Linked DNA regions of Sus scrofa: region 1 is linked to region 2. Evidence: chromatin contacts called from public HiChIP or PLAC-seq data. All regions are on one chromosome and are shown on one strand. The core of a region is the stretch at or near the end of the contact, and the rest is flanking DNA. Distances in the headings are between cores, read along the strand shown.

What was found. HiChIP or PLAC-seq counts read pairs in DNA pulled down with a chosen protein or histone mark.
Region 1: an H3K27ac HiChIP or PLAC-seq map of alveolar macrophages shows a contact between it and region 2. The contact joins the promoter of CHI3L2 here to the promoter of CHIA in region 2. A contact is called at or near these places in 3 of 47 Hi-C or Micro-C datasets (adipocytes, liver and omental adipose tissue) and 1 of 2 datasets of contacts at active chromatin or transcription factors (alveolar macrophages).

Annotation. Positions count from the first base shown.
Region 1 is chr4:109,095,184-109,102,501 of Sscrofa11.1, reverse strand. CHI3L2 (chitinase-3-like protein 2) reads left to right here and starts at 3,330. Exons shown (of 11, transcript XM_003481491.4): 1 at 3,330-3,457; 2 at 5,730-5,759; 3 at 6,272-6,473; 4 at 6,768-6,824. The coding sequence starts at 3,418.
Region 2 is chr4:109,043,719-109,051,322 of Sscrofa11.1, reverse strand. CHIA (chitinase, acidic) reads left to right here and starts at 4,824. Exons shown (of 11, transcript NM_001258377.1): 1 at 4,824-4,950; 2 at 6,410-6,439; 3 at 7,288-7,489. The coding sequence starts at 4,926. LOC102160057 (a long non-coding RNA gene) reads right to left here and starts at 1,044. Exons shown (of 4, transcript XR_002343510.1): 1 at 923-1,044.

The DNA of each region.
Region 1 (7,318 bases), core at 2,081-4,580, 53 kb before region 2:
AGCAATGCCGTGACCTTAACCCACTGAGTGAGGCCACGGATCGAACCCACATCCTCATGGACTCCAGGTTGGGTTCTTAACCCTCTGAGCTACAACAGGAACTCCTGCAGGATGCATTCATTGAAAAAAAAATGCACATAAATGGACCCATGCTGTTCCAACCTGTGTTGTTCAAGGGTCCACTGTATTTACAAATTTGTCTGCACAAGCACAAGTTCCTTGAGGCAGAGACTATGCATTCCCTATAAGCTCCCAATAGCTTCTCGCAAGATGAAAGACTTTCCATAAGCTTTGCTGAACTTGGGTGCTGAGTGATTGCAAACCTTATCCCTGCTCAGGCCTTGACCTCTCCACCCATATTTTCTGTCTCTTCCACAGAGAAATTTTCCACATAAGAAACATACTAATGTCTTTTATGACTGGGAGAGAGCATCAACCTAGTAAGGAAACTCTCTTAATTTAGGCTTTGAGTCAGAATAGATACTGTAACAATGGAGCAGAAGACATTGCTTGGGACAGAATCCAGAACATGGACCTGGAAGGAGACTTTAAGAAGGTCTGAAACGATGGTCATGATCTTGATAAGGAAAACAAAAATAAGATTGACTAGGTTTCCCCTTTGAGTCTCGGGGACAAATTTATTATTTTCCAGAATTAAAATAAAGGGCAAGAAAAGATACATCTCTTCTACCAATAATCTTAAGACATAAATAATGCCAAGGAAGAAGAGATAAATCCTTAATTCCTTCTTTAGGTTACTGTCAGGGCCTGGTCATCTGATTAAAATACTGAGATGAACATGGCAAAGAAATGCAAGCTAGCGTGCGATTCACAGGCACACTCACAAAACGCTACGGTTACTAGGGTTACCTGGTCTAGCAAGACAGGAAATACCTACCACACAATGGGAAGACCTCAGTTCAATTGAATAAACTAGGTGATGAGATCTTGTGGACATACTAAAAACAACCAAATTGAAGTTAGGAAGCCAGGGGTTTAATTTTTAGGTTCCATCTTTAACCAGATGTGGGATTTTGGACTGTAATTAAGCAATTCTAGGCCATGATTGTCTCTTCTCTAAAATGAGGGAATTAAAATTGATAAGCAGGTTTCAACATTTTCGTTGCTGTTTTGAATAGTTCAGAACACTTTCTTCAAGTGCAAGTTTGGAGAAGCTCCATGTGTACAAACATAGAAATGAAACTACTCTGAGTGACGCTGGTGTGGGTTCTTGGAACCATCTGTTCCCACACGGCTGCCTTTGGTGAGAATCCAAGGAATTTTAGACTCCACAAAGCTCAATGCGAATGTTGCTGGACAGGCTAATCCTTGGAATCACTTCCATGTTTGGCTGACTACGACTCAAGGATCCTAATAAAATTAATTGTTAAAAGTTGCAAATTAACACATTCGAATTCAAGTCAGTTAGGAAAAGATGGATTTTTAATAAATACTACTTAAGCATGTCACTATTTGGGAAAAAAGCTAGATCCACATCAATTTTTTAAATAAATGAACTCCGTATAGGTCAAAGATCGAAGTGTAAAAAATAAAAAACAGAACGTTAGAAGAAAACATAAGCAATTTTTAAAATATAACCTTGAGTTAAAAAGGCCTGTTTGCTTAAGCAAGATACCAAAGCTAGAATTCGTTAAGAAAAAAAAAAAAAAAGACTTTTAACTACTGCATATAAATTAAAACCACCATGGGCCAAAGTACCACAGACCAAATAAAAAATAGAACAACTGAGAAAATCTATTTGCATCACACTTGGCAAAGCTCTAAGATACTTCATATACAAAGTCAGGGCTAATTTACTTATTTATAGAGCTCTTTCAAATAAAAAAAGAAATCCAGTGGAAAATGGACAAAAAATATATGCAGGCACTGCTCTGACAATAACCTGCATCTGATTAATAAATGTAAACAATAACACTCATTTAAAAGAATGCAAATTAAAACAATGAGGTAACATTTGTCACCTATGAGACGGACAGAGATAACAAAGTTGAATGATGTACAAACCCTCAGAAGGGAGTTTTACAAGAGTGCTCCAAATTTTAAAATTCCAAAACCCTTTGACCAATCAATTCTCCTGTTGGCGATTTCTCCTATAGATAGACTCCTCCTCTATTCTATAAAGAATAGATCTTTTCAAGGATGTTCATTTTAGCTATATTTTAAATAACAAAAATGTCTAGAAATAAGCTAAATGCTTATCAATAGGAGATGATTAAGTAGAAGAAGGTGTAGCTGTATGATGAAATACAAAGAGGCCAGTAAAAGAAAAAAAAAAAAGGAGGTGGACAAGGAATGTTCTGGAATGATATCTAAGTATATTACATGGAAAAAAGGTAAGAAATGAATACCTTATGCTCCCACTTAGACGCAACTCTAGATTTCTTAAAGAGTGAACAAGTGTGGCTGGTACACTGACCTGGCAGGACGTAGGGGGTAAGGTCATCAAAGCAGCTTTCCTTTTGGCCCCAGTCCCTTTAAGTTTTCTGCTCAGTGAGAGTGGTTCTGCCTTCTTCCTCCATTTTTCTGGTGACTTGTAGGTAATTACATTTCTCCAGCCACTGTACGTTGTAAACCCCACTCAATTTCCTAGCCAGTCCCAAGTGATAACCAAGACTCCAACTGGATCCAACCTTAAATCGGATCCCTTCCCCAGCCCAGCCCTGGGGTACAATTCAACGCTAACAAGTTAATGGAGGAACCTCAATAAACATTTGTTGAGGTTTTTGTTTTTCTCGTTTCCCTTAGATCTTGTACTTAAAGACGACACAGTCAAGGTGGGGAGATGGGCATGTACACCAGTGTGTTACAGTGCAGTGTGGAGCTATGAGAGGAAATAAATTGCACTGTGAGCAGAGGAACCAGCTCCCCCAGGCTCAGGGAGAAGCAAGAGAGTCTCCACGGGGAAGGGGATGGTGTCCTTTGAAGGTATCAGGTGAAGAAGAGCTGTAGGGTGGGACCAACTGGGATGGTAGGAGCTCTGTTTGATTAGATGAATGAGAATAAGCAGGCTGCAGATGACGTGAGTGTGAGGAGGTGAGTTAAAAAGAAGACAGATCCTGAGTGATGGGGAAGGGGCATTTGGCAGCCAGAAAGTGCTAAGAGGAGGCAAATGAAAGAAGTACCATCTCCTTCCCTTCTCAGGGACCAAATTCCTTCTGGGTGACACTGGTAGAGCAGGATCTCTCAGTGGTTGTCTCCCTTGCAGCTTTTTTTTTTTTTTTGGTTGTTGGCATTGCTCAAACCTGGGTCCTATTGCCAGGAAGTTTCGCAAGGCAGATTTGCCAGGGGAAGTCCCTGGCATTTCCTGTAGTTCTTGCTTCCTTTCCAAAAGACAGGCTATCGAAATCTCCAGGGCATAAAAGGCCCAGAGGATGTGTGTCCTAGCTGGCCAGGGATATGGGAGCAATCACCATGGACCAGAAGTCTCTCTGGGCAGGTGAGTGCCCGGGTGATAATGTAGCAGGAACTTAATGAGCAGAGAAGGGTCAAGGGACTTGTGGAAGAAGGGGCCATCTTTTACTCCTGGGACTCCAGTCTCTGTTCAGCTCCATATCAAAACCTGTCAAGCTAAGGCAACTGCCCTAAGGGACCATCTGATCTTTCCTAAATGGGCAAGGGGGCAGCAGTGGTCAGAGCCCTTTGGACCATCAGGGGTGTTTCCAGACTGCTTCTGCACAAAGGCCCCTCTTGTCCAGATTGGTGATGGAGTCACAGGTTTCACGGTTTATGCTTTCTATTTTATTTTATTTTATTTTATTTTATTTTATTTTATTTTATTTTAATCTTTTTAGGACCGCACCCACAGCATATGGAGATTCCCAGGCCAGGGGTCCAATCGGAGCTGTGGCTGCCAGCCTGTACCAGAGCCACAGCAACGCGGGATCCGAGCCGCGTCTGCAACCTGCACCACAGCTCCTGGCAACGTCGGATCGTGAACCCACAGAGTGAGGCCAGGGATCGAACCCGCAACCTCATGGTTCCTGGTCGGATTCATTAACCACTAAGCCACAACGGGAACTCCTTTCTTTACATTTTAAAACTTGGGGAAGACCCACATTTCTCATCTGTGGCATGGTTTGTTGGGCGTAAACGTTTTCTAAAATTCTCCTTTCAGCTCAAAAGTTCTTATCCCAAACTCTGGCTTTCTTGGTAGCTGGGAATTTGGGTGAAGATGGACATGAGACTAAATAAACAGGGCTACGAATGAAGAAGGGAAGTGTCTTTGGAGGAAAAGGATCCTTTTCATTGTGTCCTTACCTCTTTCATCTCGTCTATGCTCTTGAGCCATGATGGCCCACTTGGTAATGGCAAGAGCATTCTGAGGTCCTTGTTGAAGGGCTCAGGCCTGGGTCTCCAGGGAGGAACCCACGGGGAGTCAGCACTTTGAAGAAGGGCCGGAGGCTGACCTGACAGTAGATGTGGCAACCAGAATCCTCCTACCTGAGTAGTGGGTGTGTGGCGGTCCCGCTCCCTCCCTGCTCTGCTTAAAAGTGGTGTGAATCAGCAGGAGACAAACCCAGAGCCCAGCTTCTCAAGACAGCTCTGTGGAGATGGCACCAGCTTCAGCAGCTGTCATCCAAAGTTTCACTTCATTTTTAACTGCTCTCTTCTCTGTTTTCAGACCCCCGAAATATCCTAATATAGCGAAGTCTGGGCAATGCCCTCAGGATGTGGCTCACAGTTGAGGAGTCTTGCCTTTTGAGTGAGGTTTTCAGGACCAGGCTGGTCCTGCCCTTTCCTTCCCTTTAGGGGGGTAAATTAATTTTTATTTTATTTTATTAAAAAAATTTTTTTTTTCATTTTAGGGCCACACCTATGGCATATGGAAATTCCCAGGCTAGGGGTCAAATTGGAACTGCAGCTGCCAGCCTCAGCCTCAGCCACAGCCATGCCAGATCCGAGCCACATCAGCGACCTACACTGCAGCTTGAAGCAATGATAGATCCTTAACCCTCTGAGCCAGGCCAGGGTTGAACCTGCATCCTCATGGATAGTAGTCGGGTTCTTAACCCACTGAGCCACAATGGGAACTCCGGGGGGGGGTGTAAATTAAGATTAGAATGGCCTCACCAGTCCTCCCAGGGAAGGTGTCCTATGGAGAGGAGACTGCGCATGACCTCAAACTTGAACACTTAGAGCACTTCTAGAGCCAGCTCACACTCCCTGATACACTTGCCTTGTTTGAAGTGTTAGTTGTCTGTACACAGGGTGACTATGCATCTCAATTCACCCAGGACAGTTCCGGTCCAAGCTGGTGCCCCAGGGAAATGATTACCAATGTGCCTCTTCACTCTCCACAGTGTCCCACTGGGCAATAAACTCAATGGTCACCTTAATTATATTAGACTCCAGATTGGACTGAGATCCCCTTGAGGGCAGGGGTGACATGGACTCTATTTTAGTTTTCCCCAGTATCCAGGACAAGGCTGAGCACAGAGCAGATGGTTCAATAAATTTTTATTGAATAAATGAATGAGCGAAGGAATTTGCAGTTTAGAAAATGTTTCTGTGGAGACTCCTCAAGGTATCCAAGGGCTGGGGACCTCAAGGCCCTGCAGAGAGACTTCAGTGGCTGTGGCTGGAGCGCCCGGAGGAAGTGCAGCAGCTGTGTCTTGCATGTAGGCACCTCTGCCCACTCATTGCCAACAGTCTAAGACCCAAGAACCAGGTTTGGCTCAACTGATTTCCTTCCCACCCACCTCTTACAGGTTTAGTGGTCTTGCTGCTTCTTCAGGAAGGTAAGTCAATGAGTCACTACATCCTGTGTCCCCTGGGCTGTGTCCTTTCTGATGATTCTGTCTCTGCTTCATTCTTTTTCTCTTGGTTACTCTCTTAGGTTCTGATGCTAACATACTGATGACTCCAAGTTTTAGTTCCATGTGTCTCTTTGTGCATCTGTGACTCTGATTCTATCTTTTGAGCCTCTTCCTCTGTCTCTCTCACCCACCTCAATGTTGTGGGCATCATCTCTCTGTGTACCCACTTATACCTCTGTGTCACGCATCCATCCGTACACATCAAACCTCAGTGCGCTGTGGATGTTTTCCATATTGACAATATCTCTCCATGTATCTCTTAACTGGGGTCCGGATGCTCCAGAGCCAGCACCGAGGGTCCAGGCTGAATGACCCTCAGAGGCTCAGGCTGAAGGAGCAAAGGAGGCAATGGCATTTGGGGGAGAAACTTGTGGCAATCTGGGCTCGGAGGCCACCGCACTGGGTTCCCATTGGTTCTCTTCTCTCTACTCCAGGATCTGCCTACAAACTGGTTTGCTACTTTACCAGCTGGTCACAGGACAGGCAGGAACCGGGGAAGTTCACTCTTGAGAGCGCTGACCCGTTCCTATGTTCTCACCTCATCTACTCATTCGCCAGCATCAGTGACAACAAGGTCGTCATCAAGGACAAGAATGATGCGATGCTTTACCAGACCATCAAGAGTCTGAAAACCAAGTCAGTAGCATGGGAGTGGGGAGCACACAGGCCCTAAGACAAGAGAAGACAGCCCTAAACTGGGCCTAAGACCCTCTAACCCCATTCATTCATTCATTCATTTGCTTGTTCAATGCGCTTGGGTATAAACCTGACCCCACCCCCCCGCCCCCAAAGCCCCCAGCACCTCATCCTTCGCTGAACTTAGCTGCTAAGCAGCTGGGGCCCATTTATCCATATTCTAACCCTAACTCTTTAGGCAAAAATTTCCCTAGCAGCCAGTAAAGAAATAATCAGCTGCTTCTTCTGCTCCAGGAACCCCAAACTGAAAATTCTCTTGTCCATTGGAGGATATCTCTTTGGTTCCAAAGGGTAAGACCATAATCTAATTTTTTCTTCATTTTCCCATGTAATTTCTCCTCCTCTCGAAAAGAGACACGGAATTGAGTTTTAGAAAAGTCCTCCCGTGGCTCAGATGGTACAAGTGATCTGAATTTTTTCACACATTGAGGCACCGCTCTGTTTTCTGGCGTCTTGGAAGGAACTCTGTAGGAGCTTAAGGCCTGGGAGAAACTGAATTGGGAGCTGTGTTCAGTAACCTCTCAGTTATTTACATGAATATTTTTCACCTTATGGATTATGAGAAGGTGGTTTTAGCTGGAAAATGCAGAGGGGGGGGGTTGTTTGTTTTTTGTTTTATAAAAGAGTTTAAGGGTTTTGAGGGTTTGACTTTTTACCATGAGGGTGGATTGGGTAGGTGATTTCCACTTAAACTTCAGGGTTTTTTTGTTTTGTTTTGTTTTGTTTTGTTTTGCTTTTCAGGGCTGCACTGAGGCATGTGGAAGCTCCCCGGCTAGGGATCAAAT
Region 2 (7,604 bases), core at 3,575-6,074:
TATAAAAGAGGGAGAGACACCAAGGGGCTCTCTTTCTCTCCACTACTCACTGAAACAACCAGAAGGTGGCTATCTGCCAGCTAGGAAAACACCTCTCGTCTGAAACTTAACCCTGTCAGAACCTTGATCTTGGACTTTCCAGCCTCCAGAACTATGAGAAAATAAATTTCTGGCTGTTTAAGTCACCTGGTCTATGGTATTTTGTTATGGCAGCCCAATTAGACGGACAATGTCCACGCCTAATATAATGGCTTCTGCATGTCTCTTATTACCCACAAAGGATGGGGGGCAAGGGAATGTGGAGAAGTCAAGGAGAAGACAAATTGCTTAAGCCTGCTACCTACTCCCAAATGGCAGGCTAGCTGGGTTTCTTGCCCAGTGCTATAAATGTCCTGAATACAGTCCGTCTGTTCCCAGCCATCTGTTCAGAACCTAGGAGTCTGAGGACAGGAAGCTTTCTGGTGCCAAACAACTGTGATTTGGGGACCCCGTCCAGGTCTCCCTTCCCACACCTTTCCCTTTTAATTTCCCCAACACGACTCTATGCCACAGTAAAATCAGGACTGCACTCTGTGCTAAGGGATACGTGGGGACTAACCTGAGTCACTGCCATCTCTACCTGGATATTGATGATTGACCCACCTGCAGCTGTGCCCATTACCTCTACCCTGATCTGGGCCCAAAACTTTGCTATGTGGCACTGAGCAGTCATTCTTACCCTGGTGCTGAAGCAAAGGAAATGCTCCAACGATTGCATGTCCCATGGGAACAGGGAAGAGCTGATGCAGGATTCCCACCTAGGTGATGGCCCCAGGGATGGACAAAATGCCATGAATATTTATGGAAGAAGAAAAAAACATCCCTTGGTAGGTAGGAAGGAAACATCTGAAACCATGGCAGGTGGGTGGTGACTCATACTCACTGTCTTTCACTAGATTCTCCCAGGAGAATCATCACTTCATTTGACCCAAGTTCTTTTCTTTTCTTTTCTTTTCTTTTTTTTGCCATTTCTTGGGCGGCTCCCGCGGCATATGGAGGTTCCCAGGCGAGGGGTCGAATCGGAGCTGTAACTGCCAGTCTACGCCAGAGCCACAGCAATGCTGGATCTGAGCCGCGTCTGCAACCCACACCACAGCTCACGGCAACGCTGGATCATCAACCCACTGAGCAAGGGCAGGGATCGAACCCGCAACCTCATGGTTCCTAGTCGGATTTGTTAACCACTGCGCCACGACGGGAACTCCTGCCCCAAGTTCTTAGATGCAACTCTCACAGGTAGTGGACTTTTCTGCTAATCTCCACGATGCCACATCTCCGATCTGGAATAGGATGCAGTCAGGGAGAGCCAGGGGCCAGTCTAGTGTCTCCTAATGTCACTATCCTTCTAGAATATCCTACTGAATTATACCACCCAGTATCTGCCAGTGTAACTGACTGTCAGTGAAGGATCCTGGCTCCCAAAGCCTAGTAGGCCACACAGGAGAAATTTTCTTCCCGCTGAGATAGTACTGGCTTTATGATCACTGGATCTGACGTGAGACAGTGTTGTAGTCATTAGGTAGTTATTTCTCGCCTGTTGTACCACATCTCCCAACGATAGTCTTATTCAACTCCATATAATGCTTATGTTCATCAGTAAGGAAAACAGCCACTGACACGTTAACTCTGGATATACATGACAGTTTCTGTTCTCTGTGAAGTGCCCATCAGGGGTTTTCCTTGTGAATGAACATTTTCCTTGGTTGGCCTCAGGCAAATGAGACCTGCATCCTACAGAAGTTTCTCCCAATCAGTATTAGCTTTCCGGATGGCCATTAATTGTCCTGGATTCAAAGAAGTCACCTTTCTGCGGAGCAGAAGTCATAGCTCTCCTCATCTTCACTTGTGGTCTCATCTTTGGATGACAAAAAGCAGAAGAATTAACTGAATGTGATATATGGCAATAGTAATTCCAGAAAATATTAATAAGATGGAAACTTGGTCCAAGAGATGAAACAAAATCAAACAGGTAATTATTAGCTATGGTAGTCATTTACATTAAACTGAAATCATTTCACATTATGCATTTGTTGACTAATTCCTTGAAAGGCCAAGAACTGTGCTAGTCACTAGAGATACAGAGATGGTTAAAATAGTACCTGCCTCCAAGGAGGTTACCTATTAGCAGGAGACATTGACTATAAACAAATGACATAAAACACAATGCTGTGTATAATGAAAATTCATAGTTATAAAAAAATCAATTGCCCAAGTACATATGAGTAAGATTTAACTTGAGTCCATTTCATGTAACAGGCTCCATATGAAGCAACAATGTGATAAAGTTGTTGCAAGAGATAATACAGTCTTCCGGAGTTCCCTTAGTGGCTTAGTGGTTAACACACCAGACTAGGATCCATGAGGATGGGGGTTCGATCCCTGGCTTTGGTCAGTGGGTTAAGGATCTGGCTTTGCTGAGAGCTGTGGTGTAGGTCAAAGACATGGCTTGGATCCTGGATTCCGAGTGGCTGCCCCAGTGGTGTGGGCCAGTGGCTGCAGCTCCAATTCAACTCCTAGCTTGGGAATCTCCATATGCCATGGGTGCAGCCCTAAAAGGCAAAAAAAAAAAAAAAAAAAAAAAAAAAACAGAGAGAGATAATGGCTGCATTAGTAGAAATATACAGTTTGGCAAAGAGATAAACAAACAAATAAATAACACTGGGCTAGGGGCCAGTAGCTCTGAGATTAAGTTCTGGCTACACATTTGACTGTGTAATTTCAGTAAATTCTCATTCTCCGTTTCCTCATCTGTTCATAGAAACAATAAAGTCTAATCTGCCTCCTTAATTGCTGCTGATACTGCAAATTGATACAACTACTTTGGGAAAAAATTTCTAGCTAAGTAGTAAATTTTTTTTTTTTTTTTGGTCTTTTTGTCTTTTCTAGGGCTGCACCCGTGGGCTAAATAGTATTTTAAGATGCATATGCCTGGTTCAACCTGGGTCACCAACTAGCCTATTTAATTTAATACAAGGTGGCAAGGCAGTGTAAATATCAGGAGATTTCCATTCTCAAGGACTCTAGTCTTGGCACTGAATCCTGGACCTAATGCTTAAGATTGTTTAATCAATCTTGTCACCTACAAAGTTGAAGTGACAGTAATAATCATTTTTATAGGCTAAAAAAATAATGAAGTAGAGCCCTCTGACAAACTTTCAGTCGCTCAATAGTCACTCTTTATTCTTTTAGAATTTCATTTTGTGGCCAGTCTGGATGGAAATTTAAATCCAAGTGCCCTGTCCTCTCCCTATGCCCAAGTCTGGTTCAAGTTCACAACTACACCAATCAAAGTATTTCTCCCAGAACTTGGATTCTTATGTGGAATTATGCATGGATAAAAAAATAAAATTGGAGCTTATTTATCCTAAGCTCCCTCCAACTTTTTTCTCCCAGATATAATTCTTTCATTCAGAGGCCACTCCTATATTCTTTTCTTTGATTCTGTGAGCTTCTTCATACTTTCCCAATGTATTGATTTGTGCTCGTTAGAGATGGTTTTAGTCACTTGCAAACAGACAATTCTTAGTAATACAAACACCAGGAACAATCTCTGGCATACAGTAGGTGCTTATAGTGTTGGTTGATATTATTATGTTTGTAACTGAAATCCTCCCTGGCAGCAATTGTACCAGATTTTCTCTGGCCCCATGAGTGGGAACCAAACACCCAGGACCTAAGTATCATTGGGTGAATGGATACAATCTAGTTTCTAAATGTGATAAAAAGGAAAATCAGTTCATATTTACAGTAAGGCTACTAAGGTGCCAACATCCCACGATATATAGGCACCCATATGTCCACTGATGGCTTTCCAGGTATTGTCACAAGGCAGTACCATATAAGCAAGGACAGACAACACGTGCTAGAGGATTTAAAATATTTCAGAGGAAGGAGAGATCATTGAACTTCAAAGACAGGATCTGAGCTGGGCTTTGAAGAATCGTAGGACTGGGAGAGGCAGTGAGGAGAAGGAGAAGATGTCCCAGGCAAAGGGCAGAGAGACACCATGAGCAAAGACAGGCAAGACATGTTTGGGGACAAAGAATAGATTATTTTGGCTGGAGCAGAAATTTTTTATAGGATAATAGTAGTGGCTCATGTTTGGAAGGATGGATCAGAGTTCATTATAAATTTTAAAAATTCTATAAATGGTCAAGTTGCAAATATTTCTTTTAGAAGAGACACTCTAATAGGATCACTATCATCTCTATCCAACAGCAACACACAAAACATTTTTTTTAACATTTTCTGGATGTAATTTAGAGCTATGGAGTAGAGAGTTCTCACTGACTTGCAGAGTACCTTTGAGGAACCATATGCTCTTAGATAAAATTATCATGTAATCATAACTACGGTCATTCGAAAAAACAGGTGTGGGTAGAATGTTCAAAAAGTAGCACCTAAAGATGAAAGTTCCCGAGGCACTGACTGCGGCGAACAATATGTAAACAATCCCGTGAAGAAAAAAGTTTTGAGAGCAGATAACACATTCCAGGCGTTTTTTGTTTGTTTACTTTTCAATAAAGATGTGTTTGATGCCAGGAAACAAATGTCCAGAGCATAACAACCCAGTCGCAATGTTTAAACAGTTGCTTATCGGCCCTGAGAAGTGCCAGAAAAGCTATTAAGCTGGTGCTTTTCATGATAATGGCCTCTACCACGCTGTCCTTACTGAGCAGAGATGGGGGTGACAGGAGCGGGAGGGAGGCAGGCTGGAGGTCCACGAGGAAGTGTTTGCCCAGGAGGCGATATGTTGATTTACCGATTGGCTGCACTACCTCGAGGTTAAATGCTCTGCACACGGAAGATATCCTGCGTGATTACCTGGAACGCACAAGGTGTAAAAAGCAAATCCAGGCTCTGCTAGACCAGCACCAACAGCAACCATGGCAAAATTCGTTCTCCTCACAGGTGAGTCTGTAACGGCAGACAGAGCCTTATTCTCACCTGATTTTTTTTTTCTCTCTGATTTCGAAAGGCATGAAGTAACGTAGTTTCTGCATACACCTCTATGCTTTTTCATTCTTCTATCTTTTCAAATTTGCTGGAGGATCCTGGCACACGCAGATAAATCTACCTCTTATTCTCTTAATCGCAGTGGACTCTGGCAGCATTTCTACCTTCATTGATGCCGCAAGCATGATCCTAGAAGAAAGGCTAGTTTTCCTCCAATGTGTGTCTTACTCTTCATTTCCTATTGGGCTGTTGCCTTTTCTCTCTTCATCTTGTTTCACTACCTCATTTTAATTGGTATTTGTGTGTGTGTTTATCTTTTTTTTTTTTTTTTTTTTTTTTTTTTGCCTTTTCTAGGCCCGCTTCCCACAGCATACGGAGGTTCCCGGGCTAGGGGTCCAATGGGAGCTGTAGCCGCCAGCCTACGCCAGAGCCACAGCAACGCGGGATCCGAGCCGCGTCTGGGACCTACACCACAGCCCACGGCAACGCCGGATCCTTAACCCACCAAGCAAGGCCAGGGATTGAACCCGCAACCTCATGGTTCGTAGTCGGATTCGTTAACCACTTTGCCACGACGGGAACGCCGGTATTATCATTTATATGCTGGTATCTTTAGTCTATATTTTTCAGAGATAAAAATCAGTAGGAACTGACAGCAGTAGGCAAGTTACCTTGGTTCTACTGTTTTCAGAATTATTTCTCTTTGTATCCCCTACTATCCTACTGAGTTGCTGCTGTATTATAAAGAGGTGGATTCAGTACACTATCGAGAGCCAATTTGTATTCACAGCTTATTGGTTGCTCTAGAGCTGTGATTTACAAACTTTTTATAGCTTGAGAAACTTTTCCTAAGGAAAACTCTAGCTCAGTTTATGAAACAACCAGATCAACAGTGCTCTGATGGAAGCTAGGGAGTGATATCTAGGGTCTTGCCTTACAGTTCCTAGTTCTTCTCTTCTACTGCAAGGGCTCCTAAAGGTGGTTTAAAAATCCCAAAGCTCCAGGAGATACTGAATTCACTGCTGTGGAGGATGCCCTTTGTGTGAAGGCTGTACTCATCCCTGTTCAGGGAGGTGAAGCATGAACAGGCATGTAGTCGTTGAGGAGAGCAAATTTGGGGTAGTTTCTGTAAGTAGATCTTCCATAGACAGTAGACTTCCAACTCCATTCAGTAACATTTATTATTGACACGGAGGTTGGAAGGAGAGAGAGCCATGCTTTTTTTTTAACAAAGAGAAAGAAAGGGTAGAGCTATTGACGCCTTCCCTGAAAAACCTACTCTTTGATAACCCCTAAGTGCCACTTGGGCTGTGAAATCCCATGACATACAGGATGCTACCCAAGGCCTCGGAATCATCTTTTACAGGACATACACCGTTGGTTCAGAATACATGATTTTTTTTTCTCTCGCTAGGTCTGGCCCTTCTGCTGAATGCTCAGCTAGGTAAGTCGTGGCCTCTGTATTTTATCCTAGACATAATCTTTTCCTACCATAAACCTCAAATCTCTATAAATTATTCGTAATGCCATTATTTGCTTAATGTATTAAATGTGAAAATTTTCATATTCCAATATTACTTTTTAAAATGTTTATCAAGGAAGTACCCATCCTGGCACAGCAGAAATGAATCTGACTAGGAACCACAAGGTTGTGGGTTCAATCCCCGGCCTTGCTCAGTGGGTAAAGGATCCAGCATTGCCATGAGCTGTGGTGTAGGTTGCAGACACGGCTCGGATCTGATGTTGCTGTGGCTGTGGTGTAGGTCGGCAGCTGTAGCTCTGATGGGACCCCTAGCCTGGGAACCTCCATATACCTCAGGTGCGGCCCTAAAAAGCAAAATAAATAAATAAATGAATAAATAAAAGTGTATCAAGAGATTAGCCATACTAGGGAAAGAAAACTGCTTTCTTCTTCAAAGACAGATGGGTTTGATGTTGGGAAAACCTATTATTTTGTATCGCCTGCCACTGCTCTCCTCTGCAGCATGACCACCTGAGAGTTAGAAGGTGGTGTTCACTGAGCTTCATAGGACTACTGGGCATCTTTTCTTCCGTGGTTCCTAGGATTGGTCAAGACCCCAAAGTGATCTGCCAAAGTTAAAATGACCAACCTCGACTCCGTGGCTCGTTTCCAAGTTAGAATCTTTGAACTCATTGGCCAGCGTGTTCATACTCACCTCCCCTTCAAGAGACCAGGCCTCTGAGGCAAAGGGAGGGAAACAGCTAAAACTTAAAAGCACATTTCGATGGCACTTAAGTCAGGCCGTTAGTCTTACTTCTTACTACCCTCAGGTTCTGCCTACCAGCTAATATGCTACTTCACCAACTGGGCCCAGTACCGGCCAGGCCTGGGGAGCTTCAAGCCTGACGACATCGATCCCTGCCTTTGTACCCACCTGGTCTACGCCTTCGCCGGGATGCGCAACAACGAGATCACCACCACTGAGGGGGATGATGTGACTTTCTACCAGTCTTTCAATGGCCTGAAAAACAAGTAAGAGAAGGGCGACAGGTCGAATTTGGTATCCCCTAGGCCAGTACCTCCCAAGCATTAATGTGCAAATAAATCATCTGGGATCTTCTCAAAATGCAGTTTAAATTCAGTAAGT